Linked DNA regions of Manis pentadactyla: region 1 is linked to region 2. A link is a contact called in public Hi-C data. All regions are on one chromosome and are shown on one strand. The core of a region is the stretch at or near the end of the contact, and the rest is flanking DNA. Distances in the headings are between cores, read along the strand shown. Region 1 holds the start of TSC22D2 (TSC22 domain family member 2). Region 2 holds the start of PFN2 (profilin 2).

Region 1 (5,854 bases), core at 2,807-5,306, 380 kb before region 2:
AATTTTCACTTAAGCTATTAAAAAAGCATCCCTTAAATACAGGGAGCTAATTGTTGACATTCATACTTTTAGTAAAAATTAAACTAACTTCAAGACCTAGAGCTTTTACTTCTGTCAAAGATTCTATCTCATACCTCCCTTTCCTATAGTAAAAAGACCGACAGATGATAAGAACATCTTTTCAACACACTTAACTGCTTAAAAAAAAAATCTTAAGAGAAGTTACTGGGAAGCCTCCTGACATCTATCCTTTTTTATTAAAAGGTTGAATGAAGATATGATCTTCAAAGCTGGATCTGACACCTCACCATTAGTCTACCCAGCTTCTCCAGATACACTGGAGAAGGTATCTTACTTGGATCTTTCTCTACTAGAGGGCCTCCAGAATGGGAAACTGCTAGCTTTATGTCTCAGTCTCAAAACACACTGAACAAAGCTGTCTGCCTAGGTGTTCAAGTGTGATTGTTACCTAAGAAAGGGACAATCCTGTATCTCATAACCTTCTAGCTACAGATGCTAAATTGAGAGGATTAAGCTAAAATCTGCCTTTTTGAAAAAACAACGTTGCATCTCTACCCATTTTAGTGCTTTTAAAACTGTGACAAGACCAATTCTCTCATCACACACCTTTATATCAACAATCTAAAACTAATGTCTTTTCAAGAACTGATAAAACAATTTTACTAAACACAAATTTTTGTATTTAAAAATGCTAAGGGTCTCAAGCTGAAAAGAGAATTCTCCCAAAGTTGTATCCGAAACTACAATGTTTGGCCAAGCATGCCTATCAAATATTTTAAGTAAGATTTCCATACCTGTCTTCATCACCATCAACAGGAATAGCTATGCTGAATACAGAAGTGGCGAGACTGTTCATAGGTGTTAACTGAAGGGGGTTTGCCAGGGCATCTGCAACAGGCTTCACAACAGGCTTATTTTCAGCAATGAGAGAAAGTGGTGGTTGAGGTAGGGGTTCTGATTTTCTTCTAGTATCGTCAACTTGCCCGACTAAAGGCTGGGTCTGGGTCTGAAACTGGCTTAGATCAGACTGTGGTAGACTTGTTGGTGCACTGGGTGTGCCTTGCGCCAAGGGCAGCCCAACTTGCTGGATTATGCTGCCGCTCCTGCTGACTGGCGTATGGCTGCTCAGCTGCTGCGACTGGATCAGAGGCGCGGGTACATTTGGCATAGCAACAGAAGTGGTAGACATACTAGGCACGCTGGGAGCGGGCATGGCTGGAGGCACATTTGAAACTCCGGGCACCATGGCGTGGGAGCCACCAGGCACGGCTGATGGCGCACTAGTGCCACCCAGCTGTGGTGGAGGCACGGGCTGGGGCTGCCCAGCCCCGGTAGGAACCAGGCCCGGCTGCACCGCGCCTCCCATTGCAGCCGGGGACACTCCAGCCGGCTGGCAAGGCACGGCCTGTACGCCTTGCGCGGGTCCCGGCCCCGGGGCCACAGCTTCACCGGGCAGGGAAGACGTGCCCATTATCTGCACGCCAACTGAGACGGCATTCTGGCCGGTGACCACGGGAAGGCTGGCAGCCGCGGCGGGGCTTGCTCCAACGCCGGTGGACGAGGGTTGCGCGGGGCTTGGTGGCTGCAAGCCGACCACGTGCTGCTGCAGGTACTCACTCTGACCAGAGGGCTGGATAGGCAACAGATGCGCCGGCGGTAGCTGAGTCTGGTGATACGCAAACTGCTGGGGCTGCTGCGTTGCAGAAGTGCCGACCGCTGTGCCCGGCTGCGGAGGCAGAACCATGCCGGGCTGCGCCAAGGTTACATTCGTCAGCGGCAGACCCTGTCCACTGGGCGTCTGGGGACCGACGCCGGGCCCGGTTCCCTGGGGCTGGGTTGGCTGCGCGACTGCCATTATTTGCGGTGGCCCGGCCACGGCTCCAGGGAACGGCGGCGTTGGAACCGAGCTTTGAGCCACAGCCCCACCTACGGGCGGCGGCGGAGGCAGTGGCTGCCCAACGCCAAAACTCTGCGGCTGGGCCGGAGCGGGCTGGCTCATTTTCTCCGACGGGGGTAGCTGTGACACAGCAGTCAAGGAACTGTCAGTTCCCGAGTCGGGCCCGTGCGCCCCCTGCATGGAGGCCACTACCACCACTACTGATCCTCCGGTGGCGCCCAAACCGCTGTCCCGCTCTGCAGTTTGGTCAAAAGTACTGCTGTGCCTAATGCAATCCCCGGACCTGGTCAGAACGCTGCTGTCTGAATCTCGTTCATAGTATTCCATACACGTCCATCGGCCGCGTCTATAGGGCTCCCCGCTCCCATGGTCCAGTTTGATCACACGAAAACGGGAACTACAAGTGGTGGGGGGCTGCGACGGGGCTGCAGTCCCTGGCCCGGCAGATGAGCCCGCGACCGGGGGCGTGCCGGGTGCCCCCGAGGAAGGGGCCGAGGCGGCGGCCGCTGCCAAAGTATTAGCCAGCGCCCCAGGCCCGCTCCGTGCCGAAACGGCTCCTCCTCCGTTGGCTGGAGCAGCCGCTGCGGCCGCCAGCTGCCCGTCCAGGAGGAGGTTTGGGGAGACGGTCCCGGGAGTCTCCGCATCTCCCACATTGTTGAGCGTCTCTTCGGAGGAGCTGCGCTCGCAGACCTCCTCAGGGCCATAATCCGTGGCCCGAGAAACGTCGAATATCTCGGAGGAGACGTCCTCTGTGCGTGACTCGTCCGGGTCGTCCAGACTCTCGGTGTCCTCCGTGATGCTAGTGGCCACCTGGGCGGTGGTGACACTGGTGATCTGGAAGCAGCTCTTCTTCTTGGCCGGCATCTTGGACATGGTGAAGAAGGCTGGAGGGCAGAAGCACGCCAGCTCCTCTGTGATCTCGCTGGAAACCAGAAGGGCAGAGCACGGGCCCCTAAAGACAAAGTCCGAGTCCGCGCTGGGGTCTGAGGCCCGCCGCTGTTAAGTCACTGGCAGATCCGGACGCGGGCCGCTCTGTGAGACATCCTCCTCGCCGTTTCCTTCTGTGTGTCCGTCTCCTCGGCTCTACCCGCCTCACTCGTGCGGCGGCTCCTCCTCCCTTTTCGCCTCCCGCAGTCGCGGCGCCTCAATTCAACCCCCCTCAGAGGCGGCGAGGGCGCGATCTCAGGCGCGGGCCGGCTGCTTCCTCCTGCCGCCTCCGAGCCGCCGTGGTCAGTCCAGCTCGGCGCACCGCGCGGCCAGCAGGCCTTAGCGGGGGGTGGGAGTGGGAGGGCGAAGGGGAGGCGGCGACGGCGGGAGGGGCGGTGCTGCCCCGCACGGGCTTCTCAGGCCGGTGCCGCCGTCAGCTTCGGGCTCCCGGACGCTGAGGAGAGAAGGGGAAGGAGTGGAGAGTCTGGAGCCGGGGATTCCTGATTCAGCCAGAAGCCGTGGGGCTGGGGCTGACTGAAGGTCCGCGGGCGGGCGACGGAGCCTCGGCGCCTCGGCGCGGGCGAGAGGCCCTCCCTCCCGGCCCTAGCCGGAGCTCAGCCCCAGAGACATGTCGACTGTCTCTGGCGGAAACCCGCTCCGGGGGAGGGGAAAGCCGGCTCGGTTCTCCCCTCAGAAGGGGAGCCGCCCCCGCGGGCGGGCGGCGGCGACGGCGGTCTCGGCCTCCCCGCGCGGCTCCTGAGCGAGTGAGGGGCGGCGGCGGCCGCGGCCGGCTTGGCCGGAGAGCAGAGGCGCTCCGGCTGTGTGAGAGACCAGTGGTCGCTTCTTCGGCTCCTCCTCGGTGCGCCTGGTTCGCAGACCCTGGAGAAACAAATTCAAACTGCTGAAGCAGCGGCTGCAGCTCCCTCCCCTCGTCCAAGATGGGGCTGAAATGGCCGCGCCAGGGATGCTGGGAAGAGTAGCAGCGCCGCCACTGCCGCCGCTGCTGACTAAAATGCCCCCGCAGCCGCAGCTACCGCCAGCGCCGCAGCCGCCGCCGTTCCGTGACGCACCGGCGTCGTGGCGTCACCGCCCCGCCTCCTCCGGTTTCCTGCAGTTTCGCGTGGAGTCCTGAGGGGGGAGGCGGTGGGCGGGGCTAAAGAATAAAAAAGAGGAGTTTTTTTAAATTTAAAAATTTAAAAACTTTAATTGTGCGCTGTAGATCTTTTAACTGTTGAAAAGCTAAAGACTCTTAAATTCCAAGCCTAGAGAAGTTTATAATCTCAATAGAATGTTTTTATATCGGTTGTTCCGAAACACTAGAAGGCTGGAGGTCATGTGCCGTCTCTACTGTTTAGCAAAATCTTAAGTGAAACAAGGCGATAGGAATGGGAGTCGGGGATTTAGCTAGGATAAAAAGGGAGACGGCTGGAAGAACCGAAATCACTTAAGAAGCCTTTCCTGAAAACAAATGTTGACCACTGTGGTCAGAATGAAATGTTGAGAGAAATAGTGATGATTAGCTAACAATAGCAAGCCAGATTGAGGCAGAAAAATGATCTTTCAGCCAGAAATTTTGTCTCCAACAATGGCATCAGGAGCTGGTTATTTGCCCAGGGTGAGGTCAGTTTAAAAAAAGATTGGAGGTTTCCAGCATAATCCTAATTTTCCTGAATTTGTTGTGATTCCAGCTTCGAAGAGTTCATTGAAACTCTTGAGGCTGTTTTTACTTTTAGCACGAAGTCAGCTTATGGGCTCCATGTAGAACCTACTGCGTTAAATAGTAACAGTTATTTCATTAGTTTATTCTAAAACTTTTAGTTTGGAGCCAGAGTGTTAAAAGGTTTGGTTTGGTCCAGAACCAAACAACCAGAAAGAGTCAGAAAGCACTCATTCCTGTCCCAGTGAAGAGTGCAGATATGAAGATATTAATGAATTTATTATCTTTTAGCTACTTTCTGGCAAAAAAAGATAAAAAATGGTAAGGCCATTCTTTTAAACAGTTAAAAAATGGGGAAGGTGGCTCTTGAAGTTTGATATACCAATACACCATTTAGGTAAAATCTAAGAAGTCCTGCTGGAAATAAAGATTTCATATCTATTACAGCTTTAGCAATCATATCATGATGACTTATATAAATAAATTAATCATTATACTCAGTTCTCTAATCTTTGAAGAGTAAAAATACTTTTATCCCAAGGATGTTACAATAATTAAAATTTATAATTTTTTAGATCCTTACTGTAAATAATATGCAGAAGTATGTCTTTTAACCTTAGTAGAAACCATGTCCTCCAAATCCAAGTGACTGAGGTTAGGATGTGAAATAAGACCATATAATAATATCCCTGTTTCTTAGGGGTTGGGAGAAAGTAAAAGAACAAAGTATAACATTATGCTGTTGTGGCAAAGATACCTAATGGAATGTTTTGTTTCTAAATCTGTAATTTCCATTATTGTTATAGTTTTTCATCAGTAAATTAGATAAACAGGTTAAATCCTATATGAATTTATAAGAGCTTAATTTAATTTTGGGTTGATTTACCATATTTTTAAAAGTGATGGTCTATGGGTGATGTTGAGCAGGTGGCTTTTGGAAAAATAAGTATCGGATGCCTGCTAGTCCTATTACATTACTTTCTTACATAAACTTTTTGATTACTTGTTATGATTCTCTTAGGTCACACATTTAAAGGAGAAAACCTTAATCCATAATACCATTGCTCCTTGAAGAACATGTAAAGGATTTATTATGAAGTGAAAGTATTGTTAAATATAATTTGGAAGAGATCAGTAAGTGGGCTCTATTTCTGGTAAAGATAGGGTTAACAATATTAAAAGATATCTTAGCAAAAAATAAGATTTATATGGTTAAAATGTTTTATTTATATACTTAAGGGTTTATGTATATATAAACTAATACAGTGGTTATTTTGAAAGTTTTCCAAAAGTTTTAAAGGCCCTAACTTCTTTTGTACATTTGCTCTTTTAAAACATAGAAAATTTATTGC
Region 2 (6,566 bases), core at 3,165-5,664:
AAGCAGCCACAGAAAAAGAACAGATCCACAAAAGTAAACCCTGCAATGATGAGAATTAGAATCAATGCAATACTATATTTAAAATGTCATTCTTTCACTGTAAATCAAACATAATTTTTAAGAACCAAAGTGATATAAAGTCATCTTCAGATAAACAAAAATAGAGAGTATATCACCAAAAGCCTCCCATTAAAGGAGCCTGCAAAGATTTACTTCAGGAAGAAGGGTCATAGAATGATCTGAAATATAAGAAGTTATGATAAGTGAACAAAATAGCAAGTGTATATGTATAAATACATCTGTAAAAATAAACATCTGTGTAAAATAATAGTCTGGAGAGGGCTGTCCAGATTTAAAGTGTTCTAAGGCCCTTGGATTCTGGAAGGAGAGTTGAAGATACTACTTAATTTAAAATTTTGTTCTACTAAATATGCATGGTAAAATTTCAAGGATAACACTAAAATAGAAATTGAACACATATGTTGCAAATGAGTAAGAAATTAAAGGATATATTGCCTATTAGACAAAAGCCCAAATCCAGCTATGTGAAATTTACAAGAGGCATCTAAAATTTAAGGACAGGAAGAGAAAGAGAGAGATAAAGACAGAGACTGAGAGAGAGAGAGAGAAAGGGAGAAAAGGCAGGAAGGAGGGGAAGAAGGCAGAAAGGAGGAGGAGGAGGAGGAGGAGGAGGAGGAAGAGAAAGGGAAGGGGGAGGGAGAGACATCAGATAAATATCAATTAAAAAAAAAGGTTGGGATATTTACCCTAATATTTGACAAAATATATTTTAAGACAAAAAGCTATATTGGTGATAAAGAGGACCACTACTTCATGTGAAAGTTCATCAGAAAGAAAATACGACAATTTTAACTTGGATGCCTTTGAACAGCCTCAAGATATAAAAAGCAAAAATTCAGTTACAGGGTAAAATAGACAAATCCAGAATTATAGGTACTCCTTGTTCTTTACTGTAAATATCATAAATAAAATGAGTGAATAGATTCAAAAGATAACATTTATATTGCTTTGGGATTAAGAATGATTTTTTTCCATTTCCAAGTGTCTTGATTGTTGTGATAATTTTATAATTAAAACACTTTTTATGAAAAATGAAGTATGGAGGTGAAAAACATAGGTAATTGAGGGCTTGAGGTGGCTTTACATAATTATGGTTTTACTATATTTACTATATTTGGTGTAATTATTTTCTATAGTTTTACCCTAATGTTTTCAGGTTGAATACATTTTAACAATTACAACTTAATTTCTTGTTTCTTCATAGATGCTAAAATGTCAAATGATTTATTTATGGACTAAAATGGCTCAGGCACTCCTTGACTGATGTATTAAAGAATCTGTTTTACCACATAATTTCCGTTTTCTTAAGTTAGAATAAAAATTTTTTTTTGGAGGAACGGACTCTTTCTATAAAGAAAGAGCACCCAAAATTCAAAAATTTAATAAAGCACTCAAAATTTAAATGTTACTACTGATTGTTAATGTCTACATCAGTCTGGATACCTGGGTATCAACAGATATCTCTATTTCTGCCTAGACACCCCGATTATCACTGTAGTGATCAGTTACCCTGAAAAAAGGTAGAGAAAGATACAAATTGGTAATTCTTTTTCTTTTGTTAATACTCCTTTGGTCTTAATATTGCTATTCCTAAAACTCAGTGTTCTACCTCTACTTAAGCCTTTCAAAATAGGTTGTTGTAAACGACAGTTACATGAAATAAGTATAGACCACTGTATACAAATATAAAATAAGACAGCTTGCTAGGAAGCTAGTTCTAAAGAAAACAGAAACAGGATTATTTTATCATAGTACAGATGTTCCTTGACTTAAGAGAGGATTATGTCCTGATAAACCCATGGTAAGTCAAAAATACACTTAAAACATCTCATCTACCAAACATCATAGCTTAGCCTCGCCTACCTTAAATGTACTCAGAATATTTAGTCTACAGTCAGTTGGGCAATAAAATCTGACACAAAGCCTATTTTACAATAAAGTGTTTAATATCTCATGTAACTTATTGAATATTGTACTAAAAGTGAAAAATAGAATGTTTGTATGAGTGTAGAATGATTTTAAGTGTATATTGGTTGTTTACCCTCATGATCGCGTGGGCTGATTGGGAGCTGTGCCTTCCTGCTGCTATATCCAGCATCACAAGAGAATATTGCCCCACATCTAACTAGCCTGAGAAAGGATCTTAAGTCAAAATTCCAAGTACAGTTTTCACTGAATGCATATCACTTTTGCACCACTGTAAAGCTGAAAAATTGTTAAGTCAAATCATCTTAAGTTGGGGATTGTCTGTACTGAAAACTGAGACAACAGATTCTCTTAGACCATAGCATCTAAAAATTTAAACTGTTAAATCTACTTAGGCTATAATACAGAATACATTTTTCATAGTTGTTTAAATTTTAGCAACATGGGGAAAGTACAAACACTGTTGGAAAAGTAAAACAGTAATTTTTAAATGAATCATTACATTTTAAAAAATATAGAAAAATGATAGGAATTCTAAGTTCTTATGAATGTCTTATCCAGCAGGTGTGTTTTAGAATAGTTTGAGATTTGAACATCTAGAATATTCAGTTGGTTTAATCCTTTCGCTTAAAAGGATTTTCCTTTCCTTTAAAAACAAAAAATAAAATAACAATGGAATGCAGTTATTTCTCTTTGTTATAACAATAAGGTGTCTAGAAATGAAACCTGAGAAACTTGAGTAGATTTACAATAAAACACAATTTCAATATACTTCTTTAAACCATTATTTTATTTTTATTTTCTCTCATTATTTTTAAATTTTTTGAAATGATAACATGCATAACAAGGGCACAAATCATAACGGTATAGCTCGATTAATTCTCACAAAACGACCATATCTGTTTTATCAGCACACTGTATCATTAACTTTTAAGGTGGTAAAAGTACTAAAATTAAAAGATTAAAACCATCAACAGCCACCCAAAAAGGCATAGTAGTAAACAAAAATGAGCAAGTCTAACTAAATCAGGGGAGAGGCACACTTGCAAAAATTAAACAATTTTTGGTACACATTTTATACCACACAGGTATTCTGTATCATAAGAACATGAGAAAATAACGTCTCAATCTGACAGGTTCCTGACTTGGGGGTGTCTCCTGTGCTTTTCTCCCACTCTCTGCAGTAACTGTACACTTCACAGCAAACAACAGAAAGAAAAAAAAAAACTTCAGAAACAATTCGATTGCTAAGCAACCTTTTTTGTCGCCTTCCCTGAGCTACATGTAATACTCCTGTCACAAACTGACCTTCCACTATAACTTGAGAGCTGAAAATCAACTTTTCAACGTTTTAAGTGAGCTTTCTTCTTTCCCTTGATTGGCAGATCATTTTGTTCACCTGAAGTTGAAATTGTGGCAGGATGTCTCCTAATTCCTCGTGTGGTCGTATAACCCGTATTGCTAAAGTCCATCCGAGACTGTGACTCTACCCACCGTTTACCTTGTAAATACAAGCCATTCTCAGGTCTGGGTCCCGAAATTACTTTCGCCTTCCTGAGCAGAAATATTTCTATGCTCACGCAGGGAAACCTCTTCTTAGATTTAAAAAAATTCTTTGTATTTTCAGCGACTTCGCCCACCAGTGACTTTCCCAGTTACCAACAAATAGTTTACATAGGTCGCTGTTTTCGGAATTTACGAGGAAATTCCGTACAACATTAAGGGGGTTCTTCCTGCCAAAGAATCCACAGAACGCGAGACGGCCCCTGGTACCCAGTGAAACAATGAAAGATTGGCAAAGCTCAGAAATGTTCCGGAGAGGCACGAATGTCAGCTCTGATTTCAGGTTGCCTGAGCAGCTTGGCTGCCTTTATGACAGAAGGGCAGAGGGGTGCAGGGAAGAGGGTCCCAGCGGGGACTCCTCTGAGATGAGCGTGGGCGACTTTCCGCGAGTCGCCCCCACCACAAAGAAGAGTAAACACTTTGCATCCCGTCACCAGGACAACTAGGAATCCGACACCGAGGGTCAAGATTCCACATCCCAAGTCACCACCGGACGCAGAAGAGAGGTCTATCACGGCCAGTCGCGGGGACTCCTAGGCGTCCCAGACGACGCCGTCCCTGGGGTGCCGAGTGCGACGGGGGAAAAACCCTCTTCGCGGGCCCCGGGTCCGAGGCTCTGCCACCCACGGCTACCCGGCTGTACCCGGACTTCGCTGTTCGCACGTGGCGGTCGTGATTGTCCCGAAGCGGTATCCCTCCGCGCCCCCGCTTCAGTCTCCCCCTCCCTTCCCGGGACCCTCCGAGTCGGAGCGCCGCGGAAGGATCGCACGCACGCGTGCGCGCACGACTCGCCGTGGCTGCAGAGGACCGAGGGTGCCGCGTGAGGGGCAGCCGCCGCCGCCGCCGCCAGCACAGCAGCTCGAGCGCATCCTCCCGCCGCTGGTTGGTCACCCCGCGGCTGCTGGCGGCCGGCCGGCCGGCCGGGCCGGACACGCTCCGTGGCTCGCCGCTCAGCACCTTACCCGAGACCTCCCTCCGCAGCTCCTCGGGGAGGGGGGCGGTCGGTGCCTGCGCAGAGCCGCCTCCTCCCCGCCCCCGCCCCGCCTCCCCCCGCGCCACAGCCGCCTGCTACCGCCGCCGCCGCTGCGCCTGCTGCTTCTCGCCGTCCCCGCTGCAGTGCGAAGGGCTTGAAGATGGCCGGTTGGCAGAGCTACGTGGATAACCTGATGTGCGATGGCTGCTGCCAGGAGGCCGCCATTGTCGGCTACTGCGACGCCAAATACGTCTGGGCAGCCACGGCCGGGGGCGTCTTCCAGAGCATTACGGTGAGGACCGGCGGGGGCCCGGGTTCCCGTCCCCGAGCGGGCCGGTCGGCCGGGGGGCGCCGCAGCGCGGGCCCGGGGCATGGAGAGGGCCCCGCCGTTAGGTGTGGAAGGCGGCCAGTGCCGAGGATGCGGCTGCGGGCGGGCGGGGAGGCCGCGGCCCGGGGACGCCCCCTCGTCCGGGGCTGCGCTGACAGGCGGGGGCGGCGGCCCGGCTTCGCGGCCCCCTGCCCGCCCCTGGCCGGCGTTCCCGGTGCGGATCCGGGAGAAACTGCGGGAGGGGGCACACACTGGCTGGGGCGGGAGGGGTCACCTTTTATTCCTGGGTGGCTTCCTCAGGTCCCCTAGAAGCCCTGAGGTCTGCTTTGCACGTCCGGGGTGGAAGCGGGGGCCGGAGGGGCCGGGCCGGGGTGCCCGCCTTTGCCCGACGGACCGCGCACCGCCTGCGCCGCGGGCTGTGGGAGGCGGCGGCTGCCCGGCGCCCGGGATCCTCGCGGCGACTTTGCGTAGGTTAGCGGGTGTCCAGGCCTCTAGGGCTTGAGAGAAATGTACGCCGACAACGTAGGTGGATTCGTGAATCTCGACTTCAGCTCTGGCTCCATAGGATTTTTTTTTTTAATTCTCCAAGATGGCGAACTGCCATTGATTTCTCTCCTATGGAGATTCATCGATATACCGTTACCCCCAATTACGCAACATAGTTTTAAAAAGGGGGGTGTTTTTATGGAGCTTTCAACCTGCGAAGACCAAGGGGACAACACTTCACTTCAAGTCCCTCCCTCTTTAGTGATGGAAGTATAAGGAACTAACGCAGATGTGTGCTTTTTACATTGCCTGATTTTGAGACTTGATGGTTTTGACTTGGTTGCCACTTATTTGGGGAATAATTGCCACTAGGTTTCCAATGCTACTTTATTGTTTTGCCTCTTTCTGCGCAAGGCTCTTTCTTAAATCGCGACGGTCGTATCAAATACAGGAAGGCCATTCCTTTAATGTCTTAGTCTCACGCTCCCTTGCCATCATATGCCAAAATTTCTGCCCCCTATTATGGGTGCTGCTAGTTATTCTCTACTACTTAACATGGCTTAAGTTCTTACTAGGTAGAACCCAGGTCTTGACACTGATACTTTAAGGTCTCCTATAATCGCAGCGGACTACAATTCTTACGGAGAATTGGCATCTGGTAATCAACTTTTCTTCTGCAGTCCTCTCGTCTTTGTGTGAGTTCCCGCTGTCTGGCTGGGAAGATTGCGGGAGAGTGCTTGGAAATGGCTGGGGCCTGCTATGACTCTGCAGTTCTGATGGGGGCGACGCCTTCCTTCCTTATTCATGGAATGTTAGAATGCACGTTTTCTCCTTTCCGGTTCTGGTGGCTACCTCAGTTTCTTTCCCAGTCTCCCTCCATTTTCTTTATTTTACTATTGCCTACTGCAGTGCTATGGACGGAATCCTCTTTGCATTTGCCCACAAAGAAAACTGATTACTGAGGTGGGAGGGGAAACGAAGTTGGAGAGAAAAAGTAGCTAGAAAAAAGGAGGGAAGTATCAATCGGGTAATGTGCTGAGGTCTAGGGCTTTAAGTTTATACTGGGAGAATATTTCAAGCTATTTGAAGCAGAGTAGATGTGAACAGATCTGCTAAGCATAGGCTTTATTTCAGAAGACTTTCAAGCAACTTACAAGTTGTATGCAACCTGACTGACTGTAATGTGATTAAATGACTGATACACAGTTG

What was found. A called contact is a pair of places that touch in the nucleus more often than the background predicts.
Region 1: a contact with region 2 is called in a Hi-C map of skin fibroblasts, with 8 times the contacts expected there. The contact joins the promoter of TSC22D2 here to the promoter of PFN2 in region 2. A contact is called at or near these places in 2 of 3 Hi-C or Micro-C datasets (fibroblasts and skin fibroblasts).

Annotation. Positions count from the first base shown.
Region 1 is chr1:82,788,214-82,794,067 of mManPen7.hap1, reverse strand. It overlaps TSC22D2 (TSC22 domain family member 2), which reads right to left and starts at 4,056. Exons shown (of 4, transcript XM_036896330.2): 1 at 816-4,056. The coding sequence starts at 2,791.
Region 2 is chr1:82,404,263-82,410,828 of mManPen7.hap1, reverse strand. PFN2 (profilin 2) reads left to right here and starts at 4,414. Exons shown (of 4, transcript XM_036896406.2): 1 at 4,414-4,835. The coding sequence starts at 4,704.